Linked DNA regions of Mus musculus: all the other regions are linked to region 1. A link is a contact called in public HiChIP or PLAC-seq and promoter capture Hi-C data. All regions are on one chromosome and are shown on one strand. Each heading gives the region's core, a stretch centred on a gene start, on an enhancer-like site or on the middle of the called end of the contact. The rest is flanking DNA. Distances are from core to core; before and after follow the strand shown.

Evidence for each region. Promoter capture Hi-C pulls out the DNA fragments that hold promoters and counts their contacts. HiChIP or PLAC-seq counts read pairs in DNA pulled down with a chosen protein or histone mark.
Region 2: a promoter capture Hi-C map of stem cell-derived epiblast-like cells shows a contact between it and region 1, with 6 times the contacts expected there. The contact joins the promoter of Lhfp here to the promoter of Foxo1 in region 1. A contact is called at or near these places in 6 of 39 promoter capture datasets (3T3-L1-derived adipocytes, cranial neural crest, embryonic stem cells and 3 more), 1 of 15 datasets of contacts at CTCF or cohesin (large pre-B cells), 16 of 115 datasets of contacts at active chromatin or transcription factors (T-cell acute lymphoblastic leukemia, craniofacial prominence, embryonic basal ganglia and 10 more) and 3 of 9 other capture datasets (adipose tissue, embryonic stem cells and liver).
Region 3: a contact with region 1 is called in a promoter capture Hi-C map of hematopoietic stem and progenitor cells, with 5 times the contacts expected there. The contact joins the enhancer-like site here to the promoter of Foxo1 in region 1. A contact is called at or near these places in 5 of 39 promoter capture datasets (embryonic stem cells, hematopoietic stem and progenitor cells, hippocampal neurons and 1 more), 1 of 15 datasets of contacts at CTCF or cohesin (the NIH/3T3 cell line), 2 of 484 Hi-C or Micro-C datasets (primitive type A spermatogonia and ventral hippocampal neurons) and 2 of 115 datasets of contacts at active chromatin or transcription factors (bone marrow-derived macrophages and embryonic basal ganglia).
Region 4: an HNF4G HiChIP or PLAC-seq map of pancreatic cancer cells shows a contact between it and region 1. The contact joins the promoter of Setd7 here to the promoter of Foxo1 in region 1. A contact is called at or near these places in 8 of 39 promoter capture datasets (the HPC-7 cell line, embryonic stem cells, hematopoietic stem and progenitor cells and 4 more), 1 of 15 datasets of contacts at CTCF or cohesin (the NIH/3T3 cell line), 2 of 484 Hi-C or Micro-C datasets (CD4 T cells and embryonic stem cells), 16 of 115 datasets of contacts at active chromatin or transcription factors (the NIH/3T3 cell line, bone marrow-derived macrophages, cardiomyocytes and 12 more) and 3 of 9 other capture datasets (adipose tissue, embryonic stem cells and liver).
Region 5: a contact with region 1 is called in an H3K4me3 HiChIP or PLAC-seq map of pro-B cells, with 11 times the contacts expected there. The contact joins the enhancer-like site here to the promoter of Foxo1 in region 1. A contact is called at or near these places in 24 of 39 promoter capture datasets (the 3T3-L1 cell line, 3T3-L1-derived adipocytes, the C10 cell line and 13 more), 8 of 15 datasets of contacts at CTCF or cohesin (the NIH/3T3 cell line, embryonic stem cells, large pre-B cells and 3 more), 126 of 484 Hi-C or Micro-C datasets (the 4T1 cell line, the 63-12 cell line, the AML12 cell line and 56 more), 46 of 115 datasets of contacts at active chromatin or transcription factors (the 230-238 cell line, CD8 T cells, the SCID.adh cell line and 28 more) and 3 of 9 other capture datasets (adipose tissue, embryonic stem cells and liver).
Region 6: an H3K27ac HiChIP or PLAC-seq map of heart atrium shows a contact between it and region 1, with 12 times the contacts expected there. The contact joins the enhancer-like site here to the promoter of Foxo1 in region 1. A contact is called at or near these places in 17 of 39 promoter capture datasets (the 3T3-L1 cell line, 3T3-L1-derived adipocytes, the C10 cell line and 12 more), 4 of 15 datasets of contacts at CTCF or cohesin (the NIH/3T3 cell line, large pre-B cells, pro-B cells and 1 more), 9 of 484 Hi-C or Micro-C datasets (bone marrow-derived macrophages, cortical neurons, embryonic fibroblasts and 4 more), 29 of 115 datasets of contacts at active chromatin or transcription factors (the 230-238 cell line, CD8 T cells, the SCID.adh cell line and 19 more) and 2 of 9 other capture datasets (embryonic stem cells and liver).
Region 7: a FOXA1 HiChIP or PLAC-seq map of pancreatic cancer cells shows a contact between it and region 1. The contact joins the promoter of Mgst2 here to the promoter of Foxo1 in region 1. A contact is called at or near these places in 3 of 39 promoter capture datasets (hippocampal neurons and liver), 9 of 115 datasets of contacts at active chromatin or transcription factors (embryonic basal ganglia, embryonic hindbrain, embryonic midbrain and 6 more) and 2 of 9 other capture datasets (adipose tissue and liver).

Annotation. Positions count from the first base shown.
Region 1 is chr3:52,266,350-52,270,368 of GRCm38.p6, forward strand. Foxo1 (forkhead box O1) reads left to right here and starts at 1,988. Exons shown (of 3, transcript NM_019739.3): 1 at 1,988-3,073. The coding sequence starts at 2,453.
Region 2 is chr3:53,039,646-53,043,664 of GRCm38.p6, forward strand. Lhfp (lipoma HMGIC fusion partner) reads left to right here and starts at 1,902. Exons shown (of 4, transcript NM_175386.3): 1 at 1,902-2,129; 2 at 3,474-4,019. The coding sequence starts at 3,662.
Region 3 is chr3:51,516,051-51,520,069 of GRCm38.p6, forward strand. It overlaps Setd7 (SET domain containing (lysine methyltransferase) 7), which reads right to left. Exons shown (of 8, transcript NM_080793.5): 8 at 1-4,019. Among named protein-coding and RNA genes, the nearest start is that of Gm36008, 7.1 kb to the left of the region's middle. Within about 2 kb of position 2,086, at least 97 of the 459 cell types and tissues checked have an H3K27ac peak or open chromatin away from gene starts, as enhancers often do. A contact at or near this core is called in bone marrow-derived macrophages and hematopoietic stem and progenitor cells, where this site is marked.
Region 4 is chr3:51,559,020-51,563,038 of GRCm38.p6, forward strand. Setd7 (SET domain containing (lysine methyltransferase) 7) reads right to left here and starts at 1,804. Exons shown (of 8, transcript NM_080793.5): 1 at 1,499-1,804. The coding sequence starts at 1,538. 5031434O11Rik (RIKEN cDNA 5031434O11 gene) reads left to right here and starts at 966. Exons shown (of 5, transcript NR_160686.1): 1 at 966-1,189; 2 at 1,730-1,870.
Region 5 is chr3:52,921,859-52,925,877 of GRCm38.p6, forward strand. Gm20750 (predicted gene, 20750) reads right to left here. Exons shown (of 5, transcript NR_040555.1): 2 at 2,733-2,836. Among named protein-coding and RNA genes, the nearest start is that of Gm20750, 3.8 kb to the right of the region's middle. Within about 2 kb of position 2,248, at least 29 of the 459 cell types and tissues checked have an H3K27ac peak or open chromatin away from gene starts, as enhancers often do. A contact at or near this core is called in the 63-12 cell line, B cells, bone marrow-derived macrophages and 5 more, where this site is marked.
Region 6 is chr3:52,887,105-52,891,123 of GRCm38.p6, forward strand. No RefSeq gene overlaps it. Among named protein-coding and RNA genes, the nearest start is that of Gm20750, 39 kb to the right of the region's middle. Within about 2 kb of position 2,222, at least 19 of the 459 cell types and tissues checked have an H3K27ac peak or open chromatin away from gene starts, as enhancers often do. A contact at or near this core is called in heart atrium, where this site is marked.
Region 7 is chr3:51,659,185-51,663,203 of GRCm38.p6, forward strand. Mgst2 (microsomal glutathione S-transferase 2) reads left to right here and starts at 1,995. Exons shown (of 5, transcript NM_174995.3): 1 at 1,995-2,122. The coding sequence starts at 2,065.

The DNA.
Region 1 (4,019 bases), core at 738-3,237:
AAGGCAGGGAACCAGTAAGATGCTCAGTGACGTCCCACGCTTCAGTAAACTGACTTCACACACCACGAATAATCACCTCTATGAACCGTTTAAGGTGCATCTGTTATACAAACCTTTGTATTGGGGGCATTGATTGTGCAGATTCTCTGACTCTTTTCTTTTTTGGTCTTAGCATTGAGCTTAGGGTCCCACTCTTGTTAAGCCTTGGCTGTATCACTAGCCTATACTATGACACTTATAGAAACAGTTGGGGACAGTGGCCTTAGAGAATTTGAAGATCTGGGGAAAGCTTTAGGAAAACTCCTTTAACCAAATGCTCTCATCGCAACAGTCCCTGAGAAACCGAAACAGAAATGAGGCGAAGGCCAAATTCACAGCTGGATTTCATCGCCAAGAATGGTCCTCTAGTGCTCCGCCTATTTGTAGGGTGCGGCTGTCTGACTGTGGGCCCACCTCGGCAGAGTGTGATTACAAAGGAGCACCAGAGGGTTGTTCTTTGTGGTCCTGCTTAGGCTCATCCATTTACTCGAGTCTCCCAGCGGTTGTCAAAGCCAAATTTTGTAGTCAAGGTGAAGAGACAGTTAACCAAACTGTCCTCGGCACCTCTGGTTCAGGATCGCCACTCAAAACTTTTATCAGTAGGCAGCCGTTTCAGAAAAAGGGATTATGAATAGGGGAATAGGGGCCTGGATTAGCGAGACGTTAGAGACAAAGTGGAAGGAGTAAGAAGGCTGGTTTTCTTTTGGAGTCTCATTTTACATAGAAAAACTCCACGTAAGAAAGAAGAGCGAAGTACAACCGCAACAAGACATTTGGAGCTGCGTTTTTGGACATATTTAAAGCCCTAATATGCATCTTCAATTCTAAAGCATCCTAGCCAATAAAAGAAAATGCCACCCATATTTCTTTTTTTTTAAAAAAGAAAGCAAATCAGAGGATCAAGCGAGGGAACATTTTCTTCTATTCTGTAAGGCAAAAAGAACCACTGTCTTTCTACCTTTGGCTCCGCCGGACGTGTGTTAGATACGCGGGTCTGGGAGCTCACTCTGTGAGTTTAAAGAACTGAGGGGCGGAGCTGTGCCCCAACACTTGGGGCTTATCTCCTTTTGCGACTTCAACACCTCATCGCTTCCATGCTAAATAAAAAAGAAATAAGCAAGCAGTTAAACTTAATTAGGGGTAATAAAGTGACAAAGTTGTCTCTAAGCGCTCCTCTGACTCTTTAGCCACCACACCGGTCCTCAGGAAAAAGTGAGATTCCCGTGGCAGAAAAGCGGTTCCCATAGAAGACGTCGGATCTGAGGCGCTACTGGAGCTAGGTGCTTGTGCAACAGTGTTCTCCCCGCGCCGCACCTCTCTGGGGTTCAGGATGAGTGGAGGCTGGGGGCTGGACCGAGCCGCAGAGGCTCGTCTTGCAGGTGTGCACAGGTAGGGTGGGAAGCGGTTACTCCGGAGCCGCAGAGCGACGGGTCTTCACCGAAGGATCTGCGCGCCTGGGGCGGCCAGGGCAGATGCCAGCTTAAGAAAACATTCCTCCAAAACAAACCCCACCGACTTCCCGAGAGCTGCGCGAAGACGCGTGGGCGGAGCGGGCTTGAGTGGAATCCACGAGGCGCCCCACCGCCCACGTCGCGTCCGGGAGCGCGCAGCGGCCCCGCGCCATCCCGGGAGTCAGGGTCTGGGCTCTGCCTGGAGTACTCGATTGCACTCTGTAGTAAACAAAAGTATGGTAGCCGCCTCCACGCCGGTTTGCCTCCTAGCAATCCGATCGCTGAGACGCCAGAGACTCAGAAACACTTGAGAATTACAGAAAATAATAACGGAGATTGGAAAAAAAAAAAAAAGTGTGTGAGAAAGAAAAATACCCCACCGCCCCCCACCAACCTACTGCCGCCTCCCGAGGGAAGGCAGCGCCCGCCCAGGCCCGCGTTCATTGGCTGCTTCGGCGGAGACTTCGCGCGTCCATTGGCCGCGCAGCCTGTCAGTCAGGGGCGGGGCGGCGCGCGCGCCGCCGCGGGCGGGGAGCCCGCTGCAGATCCCGTAAGACGGGAGTCTGCGGAGTCGCTTCAGTCCCCGCCGCCGCCACATTCAACAGGCAGCAGCGCCGCTGTCGCGCGGCCGCGGAGAGCTAGAGCGGCCCGCAGCGTCCGCCCGTCTGCCTTGGCGTCCGCGGCCCTTGTCAGCGGGAGCGCGGTGCCCGAGCTGCCGGGCTCCGCGGCCTGGTCGGTGCCCCGTCCTAGGCACGAACTCGGAGGCTCCTTAGACACCGGTGACCCAGCGAAGTTAAGTTCTGGGCGCGTCCGTCCGCTGCGCCCCGCCGCGCCTGACTCCGGCGTGCGTCCGCCGTCCGCGGCCCCCCAATCTCGGAGCGACACTCGGGTCGCCCGCTCCGCGCCCCCGGTGGCCGCGTCTCCCGGTACTTCTCTGCTGGTGGGGGAGGGGCGGGGGCACCATGGCCGAAGCGCCCCAGGTGGTGGAGACCGACCCGGACTTCGAGCCGCTGCCCCGGCAGCGCTCCTGTACCTGGCCGCTGCCCAGGCCGGAGTTTAACCAGTCCAACTCGACCACCTCCAGTCCGGCGCCGTCGGGCGGCGCGGCCGCCAACCCCGACGCCGCGGCGAGCCTGGCCTCGGCGTCCGCTGTCAGCACCGACTTTATGAGCAACCTGAGCCTGCTGGAGGAGAGTGAGGACTTCGCGCGGGCGCCAGGCTGCGTGGCCGTGGCGGCGGCGGCTGCGGCCAGCAGGGGCCTGTGCGGGGACTTCCAGGGCCCCGAGGCGGGCTGCGTGCACCCAGCGCCGCCACAGCCCCCACCGACCGGGCCGCTGTCGCAGCCCCCACCCGTGCCTCCCTCCGCTGCCGCCGCCGCGGGGCCACTCGCGGGACAGCCGCGCAAGACCAGCTCGTCGCGCCGCAACGCGTGGGGCAACCTGTCGTACGCCGACCTCATCACCAAGGCCATCGAGAGCTCAGCCGAGAAGAGGCTCACCCTGTCGCAGATCTACGAGTGGATGGTGAAGAGCGTGCCCTACTTCAAGGATAAGGGCGACAGCAACAGCTCGGCGGGCTGGAAGGTGAACGGCCTCTGGGCGGCCCTGGGGGGTGGGGTGGGGATGTGTTGGGGCCGGCGGAGGGTCGGCAGTGTGGGTGTTCGGGGCCCGGAAATGATGGGCGCACGGAGAGAGCGGGGCGAGAAATGGCAGGTGTGGCGGGGGCTTCCCGGAGACCCAGAGCCAAATTTGGACCAGGTGCAGGCGAGGGACTTCTAGAGAGACCCGGGCAGGGCTCGTTTGGGAACTTAAGTGAAATGGCAGAGCAGGCGTGAAAGTTAGCTTAGTTGTTGGAGCGAGGGGTTCGCTTCCAAGGTCCCTCTCCATTTGACACTCCAGACCTCCTGCGAGGGGGTCGGGCGACTCCTCCACCCACACGCGCACCCACTCTCCCGACCCTCGGCCGCCAAGGTTTCCCCGGGACCCGACCGCGGAGGTGCGGGGCGCACTGGAGACATCCCCCACCCCCACGCGCGCGCACGCAGGCGCGGGGCTCCCGCAGCTTTTGGGATAGCCAAACGCGCAGCTGGCTGAGCCGTGTGCGGGCCAGCGGTTGCAGAAAGTTGCGGAGGCCGGGGCAAATTTGGTTTTAACCAAAGTGGCCTGGGCACTGAGCAGGTGGTCGAGCGTTCCCACTCACTGGGTACGGTTTCGGACGCGCGCAAGTGGGTGGCCAAGGCTTTTAGGCTCTGGGCAATCTAAAGTTCAAGTGTGACCCTTGGCCGGGGCGGGAGCAGGCGAGGAGGGAGGGACCGGGTGTACAGGAAGCTAGAACCTTTAAAGGGCCAGTGCCTCCAGGCTGGGAGGCCACACTTTTTGCACTCAGAGAAAGGCTTCCACAGTTGGGCTGGCTTGGGGAGGTATGCATTTAATTGAAAGCCGAGAGGCTGCTGTGTGTGACCAGATTATGCGTGAGTGTTGGGGAGTGATTTACCGTAAAGCATGCAGCTACCCACGACCGGGCAAGTCT
Region 2 (4,019 bases), core at 652-3,151, 770 kb after region 1:
TAATGTTTACATTACTTAATAGAATGCAAATAATGAGATTTCTTTTTTTTAGAAGTCTGTGTTTTAATCATATGCTTACAGGTTAATCAGCTGTTTCTCTGTGAAATGATAACTGCCTTCGTGGCTTTTCTCTCCCTTTTTTTGAGAATTAGATGAAGTCATCTATTCATACACCCAGTGTACTGACACGCAGTAATGAAAGAATTTGCAACGGACGCCTCCTTGGCAATCCATGTCACTTTCTCAAGCTCCTCTAAGCTTGAGAAAGTGTCCTAGACTGGATACCCGGTGGGTAGTGTGTGAGTGAGTGTTTGTGTGTGGGTGAGTCTGGCTGCCACTGTATAATTTTGTCTAGGCTGGTATCTGCTACCTCCACATTACATAGATATGAGATATGTGATAGCCAGGCGGTGGTATTTAGCTACAAGTCAGACCTGTTATTATATGGCCACCATGCTCAATAACTGGTGATTTGCACAAGCAGAGTTAAAAAACGTACGTTAACAAAGGAAAACTTCAAATCCAGATCTCTAAACCTGAGGTTCATGGGTGAGCTAAAAACCATGTGACATTTTGAAACATGACTTCCCAGCCTTGGCCCTACTCACACTTCAAGCTAGATGATTCTGGGTGTGCCCTGTGTAGTTACAGAGCAGACTCCTGGCTTTATGGACTGGCTGCCAGTAGGGCCTTCCCAGTCTATGGGTCATGCTTACCCCAAATATCTCCAGACTCTGCCAAATGTCTCCCAGGAACTATTCTTTCCTCTTCTCAAGACTATTGTGATAAACTTAATGTGTATTACATCGCTTTCCTGGGAGGCTCATTACCTGTATCCTATTCCTACAAAGGAAAGGCTTGGAATCAATCACTTAAAACCTTTCAAACAATCCTGAAACAACCTGTCTCCAGCTGATGCCGCCCAATTCAATGGTGCACTCGAAATTTTATTATGAAATATATTCCTACCCAGTTATTACTTCCAGCTGCTTTGAAAAAGGCACATCACAAAAACTGCATCTAGGCAAGTATGTACTTCAAAAGTTGCTGGTCCCAGATGGCAGCTTCCTAAAATAACTGTCCTCTGTGGAGACTCCAGAGGTCAGTCAGTCACCCACAGAATACGGCTCTGGCTTCCGAAGGGTTAAAAAGGCTGATGGCAAGTCAGAACTGGGCAGGGCCTGAGAAGAAATCAAAAGGAGCAGATTTCAGAAAGGAAATTCAAAGGTTGTGTAGATAGATGTTAAAGCTGATCATGGGTTGGGGAGTGGAGTGGGTAAGAGGCAGGGAAGGGGACGGGAGGAGAAAGGAGGGTAGCAGAAAGAGGAGAGAGGGTGAGAGGGGAGGTAAGGGAGTGGGGGGAAACCCAGGAAAGAGGAAGAGGAAAAAGAGGAAGAGAAATGTCTTGAAAGAAGTTCCCAAAGGTTTGCAGCTGTTGGGAGAGGCTGGCAGGGGAGTAGCCTGCCTTCTTTCTTTCTGGCTTTGCCCCCACGGAATCCAGCAGCCTCGCATGGCGTGCCCAGCCTTCTCTTTCCTATGTCCACACCCGTCATGCTCTCTGCCCTCCAAAGTGACCACTTCTCAAGAGCCCCTTAAAGCTCATAGACATCGCTCTCCCCATCTCTGAGGCTACTTCCCATCCTGGTCCTCATAAAGGCCGCGCGAACACTGCAGCCCCAGACCCCAGGGTTTGACCCAGAAAAGCAAACAGGGGTCGGGTGTGGCCTCGGCGCCCCCGGGGAGCTGCGGGGAAGGCGAGCAACTTTCTCCCTGGATTCTCAGTCTGTCTGCCGCCCCCACTCTCGCGCGTCCAGGACTGCGCGGCGGGGCCGAGGGGAGGGGACAGCGGCAAAGGGAGGGCGGGGAAGAGGCGGCGCGTGCCTCGCCTGCCAAAGCTGGAGCCGGCATCCACCGTGTTCCCGGGCCGCACGGCCGCAGCCGGCGGGCTCTCCGGGTGGGTCCCCCTGACCCTCCACCCCAGCTCTCCAGACTCGCCTCGATCTCCGTCGGGATAGTGGCAAAGGCAAGAAAGACAGTCTTCTTTGGTGCCGCGCTGTCCCCGCCAGGGAAAGACAGCAAGTTGTGCTGCGCCCGGGACTCGCGAGGGACCGCGGCCGCCGCCCGACCGGGTAAGTAGCGCGCCCCGGGGCCCCGTGCCCGGGTCCCTCCTGTCTTTCCGAGTGGCATAGTTCAGCTGAGGTCCTGTCGGCCTCCGGGGGGTGCTGCCTTCCTTTCCATCCTTATCCGTCCCTTTCTCAGAGCCGGCTGCAAGAACTTCCCCGTGCCGCTTTGCATCCAGAGATCATTGTGTGTGTTCCTGTGTGCTCCAGGGTGCGGTGCGTGCGTCTAGCAGTTTTGGGGGAGGATGGTGGGTTTAAGTTCATCTGGACTAGGGTAACTCACTCCAGCTGAGAAAGAGGTCCCTTTCTTCCCACTCCCCACCTTTAATGGTAACCCCCAGACCAACTCAACTTCAGCCTCTGCTCACAGCTGACACGATTTTAAAAACCGTAGCCAGAGGGAGCTCCCCTTTGGGTAGAATCCAGAACAGAGGGCGAGCAAAGTGTAGGAGACTGGAGTTTGGAAGCAGTTTGCAGATGGAACCCGACGGGGTGGGGGTGTTCTTCTGTGTTCTTTGTGGAGAGTGTAGCCAGGTGTGCAAGCCAGCCCACCTCATCGAACCCTTTTGAATAGCTGACTTGACATTAGGTATTGGAAAAGAGTGAGTGCTTGGTCTGAAATGGCCAGCAGGTGAAAGCACTGAAGCCAAGGAGTCAAAATAGGAGGCGTGAACACATTTGCCCCGGAAAATTAAGACAGAAGGCGTTTTTAGTGTTATCGAGTACTGGGGGTGTGTAACTATATATCACCCGATATATACACCCGAGTGGTGAATACTGTTAGTTAAATTTACAGTAACTGGGGGTGTGTAACTATATATCCAATGTATACACCTGAGTGGTGAATACTGTTAGTTAAATTTACAGTACTTCTGTAATTGTATGAAGTTCCCACTATCATGTTGCTTGGTTGGCACACTCATCAAGTGATGCCGAGGAGTGGCTAGAAACTAAGTGTGAACTTGCAAGCCAAATAAACAAACTACTGTATGGTCCATTTTATTTTAATATCCGGAATTATGTCTCCTGCTAGTAAAAAATGCTACATTGCTTTTAATGTGAGTATGTGAAATGAATTCACTGGCTTGGCAAATAGAAGCCATTCGTTTCTTTAAGTAAATAGCTGTCAGAGTTAATTTGGGAGCATTTTTACAGGAGATAAAGACGTGGAAAAGCTTTGAGCTAGTTTGGCAAAACTTGTATAGAGATGCGTATGGAGAGAATTAGTTCTTCCCACTTTTGAAGCGTTGAAGGAAGTTTGAAGTTTCCTAAATGAAAACCGTGGAGCTTCTTGAGACGTGTAAATATGCTAGACATACTTAGCTTTCCTTGTTTCCTATTCCATTTTACCAGGGGCCACCAGCCATCTTCACTCCAAAGTATGAGAAGCTGATCGCGGTAATACTGAAACTCTGTTACGGCAAGTAGCTACATACGCCTTGAAGAGCGGTGGACTACCTGGGAGTTTCTTGTGACTACACGCCTTCCTTCACACCTTTAGTGCAATCACAGCGGACCCTCATTGCACTGCCTGTTGGAAGATGGCGTCCAGCCTGACTTGTACTGGGGTGATCTGGGCTTTGCTTTCCTTCCTTTCCGCTGCCACCTCCTGTGTGGGGTTCTTCATGCCATACTGGCTCTGGGGGTCTCAGCTAGGCAAGCCTGTATCCTTTGGCACTTTCCGGAGGTGCTCCTATCCTGTTCACGATGAGAGTCGGCAGATGATGGTGATGGTGGAGGAGTGTGGGCGCTATGCCTCCTTCCAGGGCATCCCCAGCACCGAGTGGAGGATCTGTACCATAGTGACAGGCCTTGGCTGCGGCCTGTTGCTCCTGGTGGCTCTCACTGCCCTGATGGGTTGCTGCGTGTCGGAACTCATCTCCAGGACTGTAGGAAGAG
Region 3 (4,019 bases), core at 836-3,335, 750 kb before region 1:
TTCTTTCCAGTAACTCAAGAGTTGGAAGGTATTAGGTACATGAATGGTCTTCATATTAAAATGACATTTAACAACTGCGTGTAAAATCACAGACAGGAATCAAGGGTTTCCATTATCCACGGAAGTCTCCCTCTCTGGCTGAAGTCGGGTGCTTAGATGCATAGTCTTCCAGAGCTGAGACTGGATAAGGACTGTGCTGAGGATGGCCCCTGCCAGCGGCTGCTCGCCTCCTCCCTCGAGGAGAGGGAGGTCAGAAGGCAAAAAGCATTGGTAACTCTGTGAAGTCCCACCCCGGGGTCCAGACCCCAACTCCACTGAGGGTAGCTTCCCTGACATCGTGACTAGGCAGTTAGGGGTGGCGAGTGAAGGTAGCCGGGAAACCCAGCTCCGAGGTTTACAAGTCTGGCTTCTGATTCTGCTGCCCTGCAAAAATAATTGTGCTCGTATAACTGCACCGGTGTCTCTAACGCCTCGATTCGCTCTCAGGCCCCTCAGAGGCCTGCGGGAATCACTAAAAGGTAAACACGTCTCCTTTAGCACCGAACTTACCACCAGAAAGCGGCTGAGGCACTGGGGAAGCCTACCTCACATCGGACGCCACCCCACCAGGAGGTGGTCATCAGTCAGAGCGGTTTGTAGGCTTTTTGATTTCTAAAAATGAAAATTGATCTGCATTATATCTCAATAGACTCAGATAATTCTCACCAAAAATTTTTGTCCTGTGTTTAAATAGCACTGGAATAATTCAACTTCATTTAAATATATTCATTCTACCATGAAAATATTTCATACAAACAGCTATTTACATACAAACACATTAAAATTTGTGGAAAGGGCTCCACCCCTGCGGCTTTATGGCTTGAAATAGTTTCATTGCTTTGAATATGTATGCACATGTTTGGCAAAATAAAACTTACAAAATTGAGTCTTTTTGAAAACAAAAATCACCACCCCTCCCCTCCCCTCCCCAACCCCGGCAAAACCAAACCAAAACCAAAAACAACCCTCCAAAACTAAAACCCAAAAAACACTGACACCAAAGCTTAAAATTTTAGAAGGGAAAGCAATCCAAGCCCCGCTGCCCCGCTGCAGCAATGCAAGCCTCAGGGCGGGAATCTATCAAGGTACCTCCCTGTACCTGGAAATTGAAGATATTTGTGAACCTTTGATCTGCAGCAAAGAAACATTGCGACTCTCCATCTTGCAACATAGTTTTGCTTGTTTGTCTAAAATAAAAGATGTCTGGATTCTAAATCTCTACTTTGAAGACAGAATTTGAGGTGGCTGTTTGAGAATAACCAAAGCCTAGAACTCTTGACCTTCTTGGAAAATGTAGAAGTGCATTTTTGCAGTGAGAAATTTAGATTTTTTTTCTTAAACCAATTAAGTAAAATTAATAAAAGTGTCACATACTGTCTCACGAAGACAACCTTTTATTTCAGTGTTCACAATTGACCCTTCCACTCCCAGTACTAGGGACGTAAGCCAGGGCCTCTAGCTGCTAGGCAGATGTTGGACTTTGAGCTGTATTTGCTGCTCAACGCAACTTTAATTGTCACAATTAAATGTTGTAAATGATTACATGGCCTTGTTGGTGTGTGGGTGTGTGTGTGTGTGTGAGGGTTGGTGATAAGGAAACAGTTTTTCAAGACTGATGAACCCCAAAGGGGAATGAGGCTGAACTCTAGTCCCAGTCAGGTTCAAAGAGGCCTTGACAAAAAAAAAAAAAAGGTTTCCTTTTTAGTTGCTGGAGAGGTCAGGGATTGAGAGGATTAAAATAAGAATCTGTACTAAGAAACTCAAGTCTTCCGCCTGTTACTCTGTAACCTTATCATTCTTTTGTGTCCTAATTTCAGTTCTTTCTTTTGCTTCTGTTAGTTCCAGCGTATGCCCCAGTTAGGGGGGACGTGCTCCATGGATTAGTTCCTAGTCCTAACTCCTAACTCTAACACAAGGCAATAATAGTTCAGCATAGGAAAGATGCTAAAGATGGGTCAAGTCATGCAGGGTTGGACTGAGACAGCTCTGAATGAGGCCTCTCGAGACCCGTGCTGACGTCAGGCAGGTAAGCCCACAAGCGCCAGCTGTCAGGAAGACAGCGCACAGTTCTTTTTCTTCTCTACCACACAGAATCTCAATCATGGCTGTTTGTGATTATGATCCTGAGAGAAGACCAGACTTGCCCGCTTCCTATGTCCTTCTACAGTAGAAGGCACATTCGGAGGCTTTTCTGTTTTGGTTCAAGCAAGGAGCAAACCCCAACCTCCCTCAGCAGCTAATTCTCTATGCAGCGCCTATGCTGTCTGCTTCTCTTCTCCACAGTGAGGTTCTGGCCTCTTTAACAGTTGCAACCTATGACTAAGCAAGTTACCTATGCTTGGTAACTTGGAGAGAGGAAGAGAGAAGGGGAGGGGGAAGGGGAGGGAGGGGGAAGGGAAAGCAAGGGAAGGGGGAGGGGAGGGAGAGGGAGAAGAAGAGGGAGGAAGAGGGAGTAAAAGGAAGAGGGAGGGAAAGGAAGAGGGAGGGAGAGGGATAGAGAAGGCGGAGGCAGGGGCAGTGACTGGAATGGGTCACAGTCAGGGAAAGGCACAGAGTCCAGCAAGAGAGAAGAGGAACTTAAGACATAAGGAAAGAGGTGGAGCAATCGGCTGGGCTGCCATTCTGCACACACACACCCAGGCTTCTCACACAGCAGAAGAAAAGGAGCTGAAAGGCACCAGGAACCCAGGGCGAGGGGAGACAGGGAGGCTCGGCTCTGAGGGTCTGCTTCCTGTGTCTAAGGGTCACCGACACATTGCTGCTGGGTTTGAAGTCCAGTGTGTCTTCCTCCACTGTGGGATGGGAAAAGTAGATCGGTTTCCCAGCCACATGTGTGTGTGTGTGTGTGTGTGTGGAGGGGCGGGTGCGTGCCATGCTGGGTGTGGTCAGAGGCTAGCCTTCAGGAGTTGTTTCTCTCCTACTATATATGTCCTAAGGCTTAACTCAGGCCATCGGCTTGCCAACAGCACCTTTACCTGCTAAACGTTTTTTGCTGGCCCTTAAGCCCCCCCAAATTGTTTTTGAGTCCCATTTGGATGAGATTGCTAGAGTAGCCCTTTAGGATAGAGGTTGAGCCCCTACAGCAACTGAGGCTAAGGTTCCATCCCCAGGTGTGAAATCCTGTGAGCCTGGGCGATTGGAGGTGGAACCTGTTCTCTCGTCCTCCGTCCTCCTTCTCATCTGGTCACTGAAGTTCAGCCATTGTTCTCCCCAAAGCAGCCAACTCTCTTTGGGCACATTTACAGAAAAGCTCCTCTCAGAATCTGAACCCACAGACTCAGCCTCCTGTCAGAGTTTACTGAATGGTGTCTTTCTACAGAATAGAAGCCATCCTATCCTGCTGACTTGCAGTCTGAAAACTATTCAGTCCTCTTTGCAGGAGGCTCCTCGAAAGTCCAGAGGACGTTTCTCCCGAGGGAACTCGCTCCTTAAGCTTTCAAACAGGGATGTGACTAGCACTCCCGGGCAGCATCGTCACCTGGGTGCAGAGCCTGACGGTAGGTATGTCAGGAAGCTTGTGAAAGAGCCCAGGGGTGGCTATCACAACTGAGGGCTGAGTTCTCCACCTGGGGCTCTTGATGGAAAAGCTGTGTCGCAGCCCCAGATAAAGCACTCCTGAAAGTTGTGAAGACCAAGATGCAACTGACCACAGAATATCAAACCGCTCTCTACCTGTCTCCTCTCTCCATTTCCACCTACTCCCAAGCATCTCTCCCCTTTCCCAGAGCCCTTTATTGCAGCTTGGAAAGCTTTAGCTTTTAAGCCTAAACCGACACAGGCCACAGGTAGCACTGTGGACAGCTACCGGCTTCAGCAACTGTTGTTCCCAGGCCTTCTCGGTGATGGACACCTTGGGGGAGGGGAGTGTTCCCCAAACTCGGCATTCATTCAGAGCGACCCAGTTACATTACAGATCTAATGTGCTAAAGTAAAATAATGGGGTTTTCTCTGTACTTCTGCAATTGTGATTACATATGGCT
Region 4 (4,019 bases), core at 554-3,053, 710 kb before region 1:
CATTAATCCCAACACTGGGTTTATTTAGAGAAATGTAAGCTCTGTGGATCCGCATTTTAGTCTCTCCAAAAGTTACAAGCAAAACTATGTACTTAAAAGTTGTTAAAAAAAAAACAAACAAACAAAACAAAAACTAAAATGAAGAAATACATTTTACAAAGTAAATTAGAATGGATGCCTTTCCGGAAATTCAAAAAATTATTCTGCTTCATCTCACCCTAAGCCTTCAGCAGTCTGCAAAAGTTGTATTTATGGACACACCAAAGAGATTTCTCCCCACGTAGCACTAACAAGTACATATCCATATGCATTTGTTAAGCACAGCCACTTTTTCTTTATCGTTTGTCAGACCTGTTTATACAAATGAGATCAAAACCAGATTCAACCACCGACTTAAAATTAGTCAGTTGCTGTGTTTAACAAATTCTGGAACAACACTACGCAATCTTGCAAAAACATCACGGGAACACTATCTGGGATAGAATAAGATAAATAATAAATACGCTTAAGAGTGTTTTCCAGTGTTCGTTGTTACAAAATCATAACCTCTCAAGCCACAAACAACGAGATTGTATAACGTCGCCACGGACGTTTTATAAGTAGGGGGGCAAAAAAGAAAAAAAAAAAAAAAAAAGAGGCGGAGAAACTCAGCAAAACACGGTGGCGACGGGAGTCGGGGGAGGGGTGCGCAAGAGGGGGCGGAGAAACCTGACACCCAGGCGGTGATATCACCGGCAGCCGACAGCTCGGAATTCAGAAAGTTAAGTGTCACCCAGCAATTTGGGTCCCGGCTGGAGCGTCCGCACGGCGCGCCTGCACCTCGCTGGGAAGCCGGGAGGGGGAAGGGCGGGTGGCTGAGTTCGCCCAGGGGCAGGGTAGCCTGGTGGGGAGCGGCGTGCTCTACCTAGCCATGATTTCATCTTTTTTTTTTTTTTTTTTTTTTTTTTTTTTTTTACCCCGGAGGAGCGGCCAGGGCCGCCATGTGCCTGGTGTGCGGCCGGGTGCGTTGCGATGGGAGACCCACCTAGACCCGGCCCTGGTGGCCATGGGACGCAGCGACTCAGTCAGGAAAAGGGCAGGCGGTCGGAGAGGGGAAGTCGAGGTGGCTGAAACAACGCTGCCCCGCGGAGATCGCGGGCCTCAAGGGACTGCCCTCCCATCCTCCATCCCCGCAAGGACTAAGGCCAAGGTGCTAGGCAGCGTCGCAACTCCCAGGGAGGATGCTGCCGAGGCCAGGCGGGATGCAGGGGCCCAGCTTTCCCAGGGCGGCGGACCCCGCGGGGCCCCATTCCCCGCCCCTGCCCCGCCGCGCCCCGCACGCTCCCGGCGGCGTGGCGTAGGCAGTGCAGCCCCCGCCTGAGCCGAGCGACCCGCCATCCGCTTAGGGACCGCGGCGGCCTTCGGCTCGGCCCGGCGCGCGTCGCAGACCGCCACTCTTTTGGCGCTTTCCGCCCCAGGCGCCTGTCCCCACCCCAGAGTCCTGGAGAAAAGCTTGTACCTTCCACGGCTTCCTCCACCACCTCATCGTCGCTATCCATGGCGGCTGAGACCCTACCCAGCCCGGGGCCGTGCGGCCGGCTCCCGTCCCTCTGGGTGCTCCTGGTGGCTGAGCGAGCGCTGGAGCTAAGCCCTGCGAGTTTGGAGGAGGGGGAGGAGGGGGAGGAAGAGGAGGAGCAGTCGGGGCGGCTCGCGCTGCCTCCCCCTACAGTCCTTTCAATTCCTCCGCCAGCCGCGGCAGCCGCAGCCGCCGCCCCCTCTCCTCTCGTCCCCGGTCCCGGAGGCTCTGGGGTGCTGCCGCCACTGCAACTTTCTCCTGTGATACCCCCTCTTTGTTATGGAGCAGCTGATCCGCTGACATCACCCGGCGCCGGTGCGCTCCCTCCCTCGTTGATTGACAGTTCCCTGTCCTTTCCCAGAAGTGAGGATCCTTAGAACCCAAGGTGCTCCGGAGCTGCGCCGCCTCTTAAGACCAGGCAGTGGGCAGACCAGGCGGCGTTTACCTTTTGGCTTGGTTCACTGTTCGCCAGCCACGCGGTCCAGGTCGCCGCCGGCTGTTCGCTAGCGCCGGGGGCCTCGAGGGTACCCGCCTGGGGTGGGTGAGGGGCTCAGAGCACCTGATACCCCACGATGTGCCACCAGGGACTTGGAAGTGCGTCATGCTGGGTGTTCCTACCACTATCTCACTCCTGGACAGCTGGAGCGCACTCGGAACTAAGGAAGCCTTTGGTTCCTGAGCTTCTACTTCCTCTTGCCCTCGAGCCCCACTTCACTCGGCTCGCTACTGCCCAGAGTTGCAAAGTGCGGCGGGCCCAGGAGCGCAGGTGCCCCGTCCCCCTTCCACTGCCCAGCGCTGCCTCCACAAGCCAGTTCCCTCGACTCCAGGGGGCGTCCTGCGTCCTGGATTCCTCCCGACTGAACGTCCTACCCAGGAGTCCCCAGTCTCCATCTTCTTTCGCATCTCCAGGCCCCTAGAGAGATCCAGGAATTCAGCAAACCCAAATGGCAGCAGGCTGGTAATCAGGCCGCACCCGAGCTTTGGCCGATTCCTTCTCCTTGTCTTGAAGATGGAGCCACCAAGCGGAGAGCCGGAGCCAGGACCCTGTGTCTAGCGCTCCTCCTTCTCTCGCCTCCGGTCCTGTATTTGTGATGTCCCTAGATGTTTCTTTAGTTTCTCCAAGTGCCAACCACTTCACAGACTCAGGCATCTTTGAGGGAAGAAAACTCCCTTCCCAGCCCAGCCACTTAAAGAGTGTCATTATGTCCTCTTACAGGTGGCAGCAAAGGATCTCTTTAAATAGCGGGTTAAATGCATGCGCATGTACCCAATGTACTGTGGAATTACCCGGTGCTGGTCTGGCCTTCTGCCAAGAACAGTCATCGTGGCGGGTGGGAAGGATGGGGCAGGAACCAAAGAAAGTTGTTCCTTTTCGTTTTCTGAACAATAAATGAGGCAGGATTTCAAGTCACTTCCAAAGCCTGAGAGAGTCCCCCCCCTCCTTAATTTCTTAAATGCCTTTTTTTTTTCATTTTCTTTTTCTTTTTTATTTAAGGCAGGATCTCCTGTAGCCCGGTCTCTCACCTCTAACTCACTGTATACAGGAAGACGATTTTGAGCTAATCATCCCGCCTCTATCTTCACAGCCCCGTAATTACAAACCTTGGCAGCATGCTGAATTTATAGTACTGGAGATACAATCCAGACTTTTCCATGCTAGAAAAGCAAGCTCTCCACCAAATGAGCTGCACCCCCACTGGCTGATATATGTCAGCCAGAAAAAAAAAAAAAGTAAAAGAAACAGGGCATGGTGGTATTAATCGCTGCACTAGGGAGGCAGAGGCAGGTAGATCTCCGAGTTCAAGGCCAGCCTGTTTGGTGTATAGAGTGAGTTCCTGGTCAGCCAGGGCTACATAGAGAAATACTGTCTCAAAGGGAAAACCACTTAAGAGAAAAATTATGGAGACACTAACCCCAAATACCATCAGAAATGTTAGCTCCATTCTGACTGCGTTCGAAAGAGGAAGGTTGTGGATGTGGAGTTAGAAGGCTTAGGGTCCAGTCTCCTTCACCTGCAAAGTGCACCAGGGTGGCCACTCTGGCAGTATGGGTTCCTCTTCTGGGCATTAGATACTCAGGCCATATGGGGAGGGACTTCTGTGGTTTAGGCTGGTTTACTCTTTGACCCTTTAGCCTAGGCTACACCACTGTACACACTGGCTCAGGCTACGCTGTCCTGAAATCTTCCATACCCCTCTGAAGTCTGTCTTGGGATTGATCTCCTTAAGGGTCTTCCAGGACAGGTACCAGGGACCTTTGTTAGGCTCCACAGAAATCTACACCTGCAGGGAAATATGAAAGGATACCTTCAGATTATAATTTAATCTTTTTTAAAAAACGATTTGATTTGATTTATGTGTGTGTGTACACTCATGCATGTGTATACGGCTGCATGCTGTGTGTGTGTGTGTGTGTGTGTGTGTGTGTGTATACCAAAGGAGGCCAGAGTGCATTGGAACCCTGG
Region 5 (4,019 bases), core at 998-3,497, 660 kb after region 1:
TAAGTTAAGGCTTGGGGGCTTAAAACTGGAAAGAAGAATATGAGAGGTCTTTCTGTCATCGTTGCTTACAGTAGTAATATTAAGAGATAGCACTGGACGCTAAGTCTATGGAGAGTCCTGATCAAGTGTTTTAGGTGTATCAACTGATTAAATTCCTAAGCAAATCTATCTACAATGTAAACATTGGTCTAACAGTGGAGCAATGAAGAAGAGAAGATAAAAACCCATTGCCTAAAGTGAAGCTTTTAATGCCTACCTGTCCATTGTTTGGGGGGATGCTCTAAACAGACTCTTAATCACAAATCCTCAAATACTAATGTTTTAATTTTAAAACGCTTGTATTACAGTCCCATCTTGTAACTGACTTGGGGGTCCCTTTCCCTCAATGATCTAACGCTGCGTTTGTGATGTTTCAACTTGAGTAAGTGTTCAAATAAAAATGCCTCTCATTGTAACAACCTCAATAAAAGGTATTTGCATTTCTGAACATTAAGTATTCCTGGAATTGTTAGCTAAAACAAACGCTCCCCCCCCACACACTAAATTACTTTGTCAGCATATTTTGTCTCACAGAAATGAAGCACTCAAGAGAGTGCTTCCATAGCCAATAGCCCCAAAACATGTGATGGTTTGATGTACAAGCTCTGAACTCAGGAAACGGGAGTCGATTCGAGTTCAGACTTTTCACTAGCTGGTTGCTCCTGGGAAAATTGCTTAATCTCTCCAATCCTCAACTTTCTCGTCAGTAGAATGTGAATGGCAATATCCAAGAAATGGGATTGGTGTAATAAATCAACAGAGGCAAAGCCAAGTGTACGCGTGAGACTCTGACCTATTAACTGTTGTTACGGTAACAGCTCACTTTATACCTCTGTCCTTTGGGCAACCAATACATACAAAGCCCGGTAGTGCTCCTTGTTGTCATGTATAACAACCTGTTAAAGGGCAAGTCTGAGTGGGAGTTTCTGAGAACATTGCCTGTGCGTGTGTCTTTAAAACAATTCTCAACTTTAACCTGGTCTACCTTATTTCAGCTATGAAGCTCAGAAGCAGATCTATGCTAGATGCACATAATCTGACTTTCGGCCCCGTTCTAGATTTAAAAAAATGAGTCACAGACTATAATTCTTAAGAGGCAAATCGTTACCAGTATAACTTGGTATCCTATTAGGGAGAATAAAATTCTTCAATCAGATCTTGAGTTACTATGTTTCAAACAAACTCTTCCTGGCAGAGTCCTAGCAAAATCAATAAATAATAAAGAAAGAAAGTAACTCTGGGGCTGGAGAGATGGCTCAGCACTTGAGAGCACTGACTGCTCTTCTAGAGGTCCTGAGTTCAATTCCCAGCAACCACATGGTGGCTCACAAACATCTGCAATGGGGTCTGATGTCCTCTTCTTGTGTGTTTGAAGAGAGCAATGGTGTACTCATATACATAAAATAAATAAAAATTTAAAAAATCTTAAAAAAAAAAAGTAACTATGCACTCACAGTGTACGTGTTGTCCTAGTTAGTTTTACCATTGCTGGGATGAAACTCACCAAAAACAACTTGGGGGATCAAGGGGTTTATTTGGCCCATAGTTATCCCATCGTCAAGGGAAACCAGGGAGGGAACTCAAGAAAGGAACCCGGGAGAGGAAGCGAGGCAGCATGGAGGAGCTCTGCATGGTGGCTTGCGTCCCGTGTGTTTTATACTGCACGGGACAACCCACAGTGGTCTAGACCCTCCTACATTAATGAGAAATCACAAACCACACCCGCTCAGACAGTCCATAGGCCAATCTGATGGGGGCAATTCCGTGTTGAGGTTCCCTCTTCCCAGGTGGGTCATGCTTGCAACCACCTGCCAGATGCATGCTGACGCATCCTAGAGTAGCATCTTAAAGGCTACCCACGCTAGGAAACAAGGCAGCAAAGGTGAAATAACTAGGAAATTTATTCATGGGTGATGTCATCTCAATTTTGAGATCACACTTTTATCTTATTTTAATTCACCGTTCTAAAGCCCATGGCCACTAGGACATTTGTTAAAAACTGAAAGACCACTAATACTCAAGAGTCTAAAACTGCATCAATATGTATTTATAGCTTTTAGTTTCTCTTTCTGTTTGGGTGATATATGCAGTATATAATCTTATTGAAGTAATAAGTAGATATTATTTCCGTCTTCAACAGCGAAGTTCCCCATTTTGTCTTCTGTTCTTTAGCATTAGTTTCTGTTCCCTCTCAGAATAAAGAAAGTCTTTCTTTCACAGCTTCCAATGCTTACAAGAGACCTGGGGCTGCTGGGTTCTACAAGTAGCCACATCTGGGGAGCCAGAGCTCTCATTCCCAGTTCCCATTGATTCTGTGATTTAACAAAAACATCATGGGGCCAGCAAGATGACTCAGCTGGTAAAGCCACCTGCATCCAAGCCTGACAATTCAGGATCAACCCTCAGGACCTACAGGTTCCTGAAAGTTGTAGTCTCCAAAAGCACCCTGGTGCATACAGCACCACCCCCTACACACACACACACACCACTGCTGCCCATGAATAATATTGCAGAGAGAGAGAGAGAGAGAGAGAGAGAGAGAGAGAGAGAGAGAGAGAGAGAGAGAAATTGTGTCAGAATTAGAAGAATCAGACCGGTGAAACCCATCCCCCCATCTTCCACCACATATTAAAGAACTAGAAACTTTGTATGTAGGAAATCTTTTTGGAGTGTAACCGTGGTTGATTAATTACCTTTGTCGTGAATCTCTTTTCTGAGCATTCGCTCTGTAACCTGGGATACTCTTCACATTTGCATCTGAAACAGGCCAGTAGTCGGACATCTTATCCATTTGTTTCTAGTGAAAGAAGGGTACAATAATTGCAACCACAGAAAACAACCATGAAGCCACAAAATGAATTCAACAAGGCCTTGAATTCTGCAGTAAGGAGGAAAAACAGCAAGGGAGTCTACAGCAGGGCCCTAACTATTTATATAAACCATTCAACTCTTTTAACAGGATTAGAGACCAGAGACAATACAACAAATCTGCTGGGTTTGATTGACAGGACTCTCTGGGTGCCTATTAGGCAGTTTCCTGAGACTTGAAGTATTTCAGGTTTAAAATTTTGTAGCAAAACAACGTTTCTAAGTTTCCATGATGGGAAGATGACTTTTAATGGGAGGGAAAAAAAAGTCTCAAAGCTGGAGAGCCTATTTGTATACCCAGTTTGAGAAAAACCAAAACACGGTAACTTTCCAGAAGAAAATTGAAAACAGAGTTTGTACCTCCTCTGTGTGCTTTAGTAACCGCGGCCTGGTGTGGGAGTCTGGGTATTATTCAGCATGTCCACACTTAGTGTCTGTGCCTTGGGACTTTAGCTACTACCTGATTTTCAGTTATACTGTTTCTTCTTGAGTCATTCCTTGGCCATGGAGTCCTTTTATGAAGTCACAATAAATACAAATTTGCCTAGTAGTCTTTACAAATTGTTAAAACAACAGGACTTGGACAGATGCTCAGCCATTTGCTGATCCGGGATAGGTTTCCAGCATCCACATAGCAGCTCCGAAGCATCTGAGCTGTCTAGTCCCAGGGCACCGGCTCCCTCTTCTGGTCTTTCTGGGTACTGCACACAGACATATAGACAAACATACATATAAAATAAAAATAAATAATAAAAGTTGTAACTATTGTAAGAATGGGATTTACAGATATAATGGATCTGTCTTCTGTGGTCAACACTATCACTGGGATATTTTGGAAATTTTAATATATGTCAGAAGGAAAATGAAAAGAAAGTGGTAGAAAGCAGGAAAAATGGGAAGAAAGCTGAATTGGGGGACTTGGGGGAAGGAAGTCTGAAAAAAGAAAAGTAAAAAAGAGTGACTAGGGGAGTGAAGAAGCAGGAGGGAGGAGAAGGGGAAGGAAGAGTGGACCGGAGGGACCGAAGTGGAACCTTTTACCCTTTCCAGAGACGGAGACTTTGATCATCTGAAGACAGCTACAGTGTATAATAGATAAATAAATCTGAAAGAAA
Region 6 (4,019 bases), core at 972-3,471, 620 kb after region 1:
ATTTTCTATGATCTACATCAAGTCTATGCTAATCCCTCATTTGTCTTGATGTTTGAGTCGTTGACTAAGTGGTGCTGAAATCTCTTCCTATTGGAATCCCTGATTGTTTTTCCTCAAAGATGTTAATATTTGCTTCAGGCATGCCTGCTATATATCCTTCATGAGTCAACCCCTTTTACAGTATATAATAGTCTTGTTTCTTGTATCAGCTTTTCCTTTCAAACTGATTTTGTCTAATACTTCTGTGTAACTACTCAATTGTCATTCTCTTGATTAACATAAAGATATAATATTTTCGCAAACCTCAACTCAGTTTTATATTTAGGTCTAAAGTGAGTGTCCTGTCAACAGCTCATAGTTCTAACTTTAAAAGAAAACCCACTTTGCTGGTGTATACCTTTAAGACATCCACATTAGTGCAATTACTTATATTATTTTTATTTTGTTGTTTCTTTCTATATATTTTTTAAATACACATATATACATTTTTGGCTCTCTAACTTCCTCCACTACTTCCTTCTTCTGTATTTAGTTGAGCTTTTATAGTGACATTGTTCTTATACAATTTTATGTTTATTCTAGAGATATTTTCTTTATTGAGACCATGTCAATTGTCAATTTCATACACTCTTCCAAGGCTATAACAATTTAATTTTAACTGATATCAAATTAACCTTCAGTATACAAAAGCTATTTCCATAAAATTCTACCCTCTTGCCTTGCTATTAATTTTATATTAATATTTATATATTATATACTTAGTAATATATTTCTAATTTTTTTTATATACTTTCATCTAAAATTTATATTTTAAAAAAACTCTGAAGAATAAAGTTAAAACCAGCTTTTCAAACTATTGGCTTTCATGCTTGTTCATGAATCTACCACTAACAAAGATTTTCATGTCCCCTTTCAGGTTTCTGTTTCTCCCCCCAGTCCCCTCGCCGGTTAAAAGACTTCCTTTAAATTCTATTGTTTATTAGAGTCTCATAATGTAGCTTGGGCTGACCCTGAACTCTCTGTGTGTCCTAGGATGGGTTAGATGAGATGGCACACCTCACACCTTAGCCTCCAGGGTGTTGACAATACAGGCATATGCTACTGTGCCGTAGGGGAGTGGTTTCCTTTACAATTGCCTGTCAGTCAAGACTGGGAATAAGTAAAAAAAACCCTACAGCTTTTGTATGATCAGCACTTCCCAACTTCACTCTTGTGGCTTTCCCCGTTCTTGTGATCATCAGCACGTACTGTCCACAAGGGCCAGGGCCTGGGAGTTCGGAAGTCCTGTGACTATGTATGTATAGCGAATGACCACACCAGGACCAGCTATCGGGAGGCAGATCAACTTTACTTAGGGTGATTAGAGGCTTATAAAGTTTTGGGGGACTGAGGGTAGGAACATCCAGGATGGGTTAAGGTTATTGGATGATGACTTAGGGCACCAAAATGTCTCCTTAGCATGGGCAAGCATTTCAGAAAGCTCAGGTGTTCGCTGAACAGGTTTTATCAGGAGAAAGGAAATTGGTCCTGTTGTCTAACTGAAACTGCGGGACATTCCTCAGGTAGAGTCATATGTGTGAGGATTTTGAATTTCTCAGACAAGGTCAGAGAAGGAGAAGCCCCACTAATGGAGTCTACGATATACCTCTGAGGCCAGAAGCTATCCAGTCACAGTGGACTTCAACCTGAATTAGCAGTTTTCCCACACACCCTGACTTAGATAGCTTCGCCAAGCACAGAATTATCAGGTGACATTGCTGCTTAGAATTTTGGGCAGATCATCCCACAGCCTCCTGCCTTCTAGTTCCTGCTGAGAAACTGACAGGTCATCTGGCTGGTGTGTGTGTGTGTGTGTGTGTGTGTGTGTGTGTGTGGCCTTTAGCAGATTGAAATATGTCTTCACGTCAGCCTCTTCAACTCTACCGTGTTTAGACTCTCCCAAGATTGCTTGATTCATGTCTTTCATGAAACTAACGGGAAGACATTTTGGATAGTATGTTTTTTTAAATCTCCTTGGTATCTTCCCTCTCCCCTTCCTTTTGGCATTTCAATAATGTTTCTGTCGCTCTTCTCAATGAGGTCTTGAAAGTCCTTCAAACTCAGTCCACTTGTGTTATGCTTTCTTTTCACTTTTTACTGTTCAGACTCTAATTTAAATATCTTGTTTTCCATGTCCCTGATTCGTTCTTTGGCCAGTTCTAGTGTGCTTCTGGACCGCAGCCATTGCTGATCTTAGTCACTGTAGCTCTTAGCCCTGGAGTTACTGTTGGGCCTTCATTCAGGGTGCTACTGCTGTTGATGGCATTTTTTTTAGTCTTGATTTCCTCTAGTTCTTTGTCCATATTTATCTTAGCACTTTGAGCACATTTAAAAGATTTACTTTAGAGTCTGATGTCTGGGATCTCTTAGGGACAGTTACTGTTGATTCTTTTGTCCACTTTAATGAGTCATAGTTTCCTGTATGGGCACATTTTATTCTCATTGTATCTTGTGATTTTTTTTCTTGTTGAACGTTGATCATTTGATTATTAAAATGTTATGATTCTAGAAGTCATATTTTCCACTTCCCTCAGTATTTGCTGTGTATTGTGCTTGGTTTGATTGTTGAACATTACAGTAGTTCTTTTGTTTAGAGAATTTGTTTTCATACTATCTTTACAAAGTGTTCCTTATCATGTATGCTCACTGAAGTCTAGTTTTTGTTGTTGTTGTTGTTGTTTTTAAGTTTTGTACAGGTAATATTTTGATCAAAATTCCTTGAATACAGGAGCAGGGAGACAGCTCAGCGGGTAAGGTTCTTGCTGGGCAAACATGAGAACCCGGGATCAGATTCCCTCTATCAATTTCATGCATACAAACAAGAGAGTACACCTACATACATGCACACACACAAGTACACACACACAGAGTATGTGGGGGCACCTCTTTGAGTCTATACTGAAGGTTCCCCTGTTTTGGTTTGCACTAAGTCTGATCCACAGACGTGGGTGGAAATCTAAGATTTGCCTAAAATTGCTAACTTGATGTTTTTATTAGGACAGGCACGTAGCTTCCAGATCACCCTAAAAACAGTTGCTAGTAGCTGCTCTGATTTCTCAAGATGTTTCATAGCAGCTCTCTCTACTGGCTTCTGGTGGTTTATTTAATGTCTCTAGGGAGAATCTTACCCCTAGCATCTGTGGATTTATTGTTCGCTGATAGGTTTGAGGGTAAGTACCCATGGTGATGTTCTCCACCTCTCTGAGTCACACAAGATAGAAAACAGCAAATCTTTTATCCGTGCCTCTCCCCGTAAGTACTCCAAGGTACAATAGAATAGATATATACAATAATTTTCAGGTAAAGTCTGATTTGTTTTCTGGTTCAAAGATGAGAATAAGGAACCAGGTTGCTGCCGCTCAAAACCAAGACTGGAAAGGAAGACAAAGTAGATAGAAGTCTACAGAACATTCCTTCTGCTTTGAAGATATTTTTGTTGTTGACTGGGTATTTCCCTTGCTGTTATATGTGTGTGTGTTTTTTTCTAGTTATTAATTTTTGAGATAGGATCTCACTATATGACTTGGGCTATCCTTAAATTTTTAGTCCTTGTTCAGCTTCCAAGTAACAGAGGCTGTGATCATAAGACTCTTTTTTTATATTATCATGAAAGAATGAGTTTGGGACTTATGGGTCTGTCATTTCCCTAATGCCCATGATCTGGGATTTCACCCTTTGTCCTGCCCTATGGACCTATTGTCACCTTTCTTTGTCCTAGGTTCTGCTCTTCAAAGTGATCTGATAGGCTTCGGGCTTCAGTTAGCAGCCTAGCCCGGCAGGAGGAAAGGAAACACCATGTATTCCCTTCCTAAAAAGTGTGCACAAGTTGACGCTGTTTTCCAGCAAAAGCTACAGCTTCCTCCCGGCGACTTCTTCCTCCAGCTAACATCTTTGACACCCAGAAGTGGCACATTTCCCTTCTGATTCAGGGGTAGTAAAGCGTCCATCCCTGATCACCAGCTTCTCCCATTTCAGCCCAT
Region 7 (4,019 bases), core at 745-3,244, 610 kb before region 1:
TACACACATACCTGCACACACACATACTTGTACATACATATACATGTATACACACCACACCCATACCTGTATATATTCACATACATGTACACACACATACCTGCACACACACATATATGCACATACATATACACATATGTATATACATACATGCCTGTACACACACTTGTCCACACATACCTGTACACACATATACCTGTACACACACATACCTGTACACACATATATGTGTACACATACCACACACATGCATGTGTGCAAATACACACACACACAAAGTAGACTAATCCAAGACTTCAAGGTCCGGATGAAAAGGACGAAAGGAACATTAGTTCTGTGTCCTTGTTCAGAATGGCAAAGCCTGCCTCATCCCGGAGCCAGTGCTCTGAAGGAGTCAAGGTGGTGGCTTCTGGGACCTGACTCCACTCTGGGCTATGGTTAGCAGTCCTAAAACAACCGTGTCTGAGGTAGTCTGTGTTCTCTTTGCTGACATTGTCTGACTTAGCTCTCTGCTGGCCTTGGCCATTACTCTCCCTGAAGACAGGCTTTTATCATGCCATGATTCTTAATAAACTGGCTTGGCATAAGTGACCAGCCGGTACAGACCTCCCTGGCCCAGCTTTGGTCTTTCTTATCCCTGGTCCTTCCACTCAGTGCCTCACTGTTATATCTGTTGGTTCAGATAATATACATACAACAATATATATTTAAAAAATAAAACAAAGCCTAGTTTTGTAGGCTTTTGTTGCTTCCACAGCAATATTCTCATGGTAGGATCACATACAAATTTTGTCTCTGCAGAAGGTCAGTAATGTCCCTGAGTGAAGCCCTGAGGAGACAACCAGCTGTGATCTTCTACCTTTCTAGAGGTAGTACCTATTTATGGCAGGATTAATCTGCCTCAAAAGAGATGCAAAAGGTTTCTGGTGAGTTGGGGACAGGGGCATGACAAGATTGACACTGGGGAGCCTTAGTACCCTGTTGGTACAAGGTCAAGGGCATCTTTAAGCCACCTGAGGAATCTAGCATGGACAGGCATGGCCTCCTGGGCAAACATGATCTTCTCCACCCAGACAGCTATGCATCATCACCAGGCTCGGGCCCAGCCCCCCAGGGCAGATGGTGTCTCTCAGACCCTTTGCATTGAACTTTGCTCCACCCTGTAGATGTGGTTAAACACCTCAGGACCCTAGAGCAGGAACTACAGATGCTCGAGGACCAGAGGCCCCACGTCCCCAGTGAAAGAGAGCGTCAAAAAATGACTAATAAGGCAGAGCAGGTGCGTAGGCTTCAGGCTTTTATTTATTTTTAATTTGTCTCTTAGGAGCTGGAGTTGAGGAATTGGGAGAGATCGGGGTGTGTGTGTGTATTTGGTAAAAAAAAAAAAAGACAGTAACTCAGTAGGCAGCTCAAGAGGGTCAATCTGGAGTCTTTGTGTGTGTGTGTGTGTGTGTGTGTGTGTGTGTGTGTGTACACAAGAACACTTAATCCTAGATCTTCAATTTACTAGGTGAATCAAGTCATCTTAGCATAGATATGAAATTAGCATAAGAACTTCACACTAGGAATTAGAGAGATCTCAGAAAGGTTTTGGGCAGAGTGAAGGGCCAAAGAGCTGGTGAAGAGGCAGAGAAAATAGAGTAGCCCAGGCTCTGAGGCTGGAAGGCTCACCGCAGGGCGAGCTGGTGTGTTTGTGTATCTGTATGTCTGTGTAGGGTGTGTGTCTGTGTAGGGTGTGAGTCTGTGTAGGAAGTGTGTGTAAGGTGTGTGTCTGTGTAGGGTGTGTGTCTGTGTAGGGTGTGTGTCTGGGGTGTGTTCAGAAAGAAACAGATATGGTTCTGTGCCAGCAGCCCAGCCTTGCCTGCTTCTGTGGTTTTCTCTTCCAGTGCAAAGGTTGTTACTCAACCTTGAATCCTGCTTTTTTTTTCTTTCCCAATCCTGTTGACTCAACTCTGTTGCCTTTATAAAGGAGAAGACCAGCCCCTCAGGGTCCTAAAGCACCTATGCTCTTCATCTGACTTCCTACAAACAGTTCTGTGAAAGAGATCAGAGAGTGAAAGAAAGATGGCCGGGGATTCAAGCCTGCTGGCTGCAGTCTCTCTTCTCTCTGCCTGTCAGCAAAGTAAGAACACTGGAGCTGTGTGTGTGCACGGGTGTATGTGTGTGCACACGTGTGTGTGTGTGTGTGTGTGTGTGTGAGAGAGAGAGAGAGAGAGAGAGAGAGAGAGAGAGAGAGAGAGAGAGATTGCTTCAGTGTTTAGGTTTCATGCCTGCATTTTGTTGGTAGTTCTGGGTGCCCAGCAGACAGTTGCTCAGAGTGGCTTGCCCACTCCTTCCCCGAGATGGGTAGAATTTGAGGATGTTCTCTCTGGGATGTTGTGGGCCTCTGAGCCCAGTGACTCTATCATTTATGGTGACAGTTCATATCTCAGTGCCGGGAGCCCCAGGAGTCTCAGGCAGGGCCGTGAGCACATAAAAATGGAGAGCACAGACAGCCGTTAGGCATGTTCACCAGGAAACTATTCCTGTCTCTAAAGTTGGTTGTAAACATTTAAAGCATTTTTGTTTCGTTTTGTTTTGTCTTTAAGAAAAATTGCCCATGGCAGATTTGATCACCAGGGTAAAGTTCTGCAGAAATATGCAGTTTAGATTACATAATGAATTCTAAATATTACAAGATATCTCCACTAGGATGACTTCACATCCACCTCGGCCTGGATAAATGGAGACTCTGTCTGCCCAGGAGCGAAGTTCCTCAACTCATGCTACCTTCCTTCCATGCTTAGTGAACAGTTGCTTACCAAGAATGCCTGTTTATTCTTTCTGGGGTGCATCTTCCAGATACCTGGGTTGAGAGCTGGGGATAGTGCAGGCTGCACACCGCCGGGAGGAAATGACTGCTCTGTTTAGTGGGAGAGCAGGGTCTCCGCACTCGCGCAGTGGCTAGCCTAGCCAGTCTGCTTTGTGGATAAGGGAAACTGTGCTTTTGTGGACTAGAGCAGGAATTTGCTACCAACCCCTGGAGAATTTGGGTCTAAGCAAACAGTGTACCTTGGTCTTGCAGTTACAAGGGGGGGCAACAGGGACAAGGGCTACATGTCCCTTCCCACAGAGACTCTATCCCCACAGAGAGCCTTTTGTGTGTTGACTCATGCTGAGGACACTGTGTGCTGGGACCAGGCATGAGGCAGTTCGATGGTGATGGAAGACGAGAACAGGAAGAGAAGAGACCAGAAAAATGATGTTTGTGGCAGAAAAAAAAAGTTTAATTGTTGGGGGTGGATCGCAGAGAGAGAGAGGGAGAGAGAGAGAGAGAGAGAGAGAGAGACACGGAGACAAAGAGACAGAGAGATACTGTTTAGCCAGCCACTTCAACAGAAGTTTGTTGTTCACAGAATTAGGACACCTAATTCATTCAGGCTTTTAAGACAGACCCACCAAGATCTGTGTAGTCCACCTTTCCGGAAGTGCACCCGGACCTGTGTGGTTCAGCCTTCCGGAAGCTGACTGCTCCAGGCCAGGATTTTCTGCTTTTCCATCTCCTCAGCACAGAAAGTTAAACAGGATCCTGAGTAGGAAGTACCTCCGTGGTGACTGGCCCAGAATAGGTCCTTACCACTGTTCCCCTCCTAAACTTCTTATCTGCACAGAGAAGCTGCCAAATAGAGAAGTGGCTTCCCCGGGGGAAGGCTCTGTGATTGAGTGGTCCTCGGTGGTGGAGGAAGTATCCCCTTGTACTGTCCCTAGCACACAAACATCCCCCCAGCCCCAGGAAAGAGGAAAGGTAAGAGAAATTCAGTCTTTCCACAGAAGGGATGGAATAGCTTGTCCATGGTTACTGCATGCCATTTGCCCGTGTGTTCTTCCTGAGGCAGAGCTCAGAGGATAGATTGGGGCTTTTACTCCAGAACCTGACCCCAAGCACAAATGTTCCTTCCCATTGTGGATGTTCCTGGCATATTTCCTGAGCTAGGTCCGTACTTTGACTGGTGTGGCAGACAGGTGCGTACTGGCTGCAG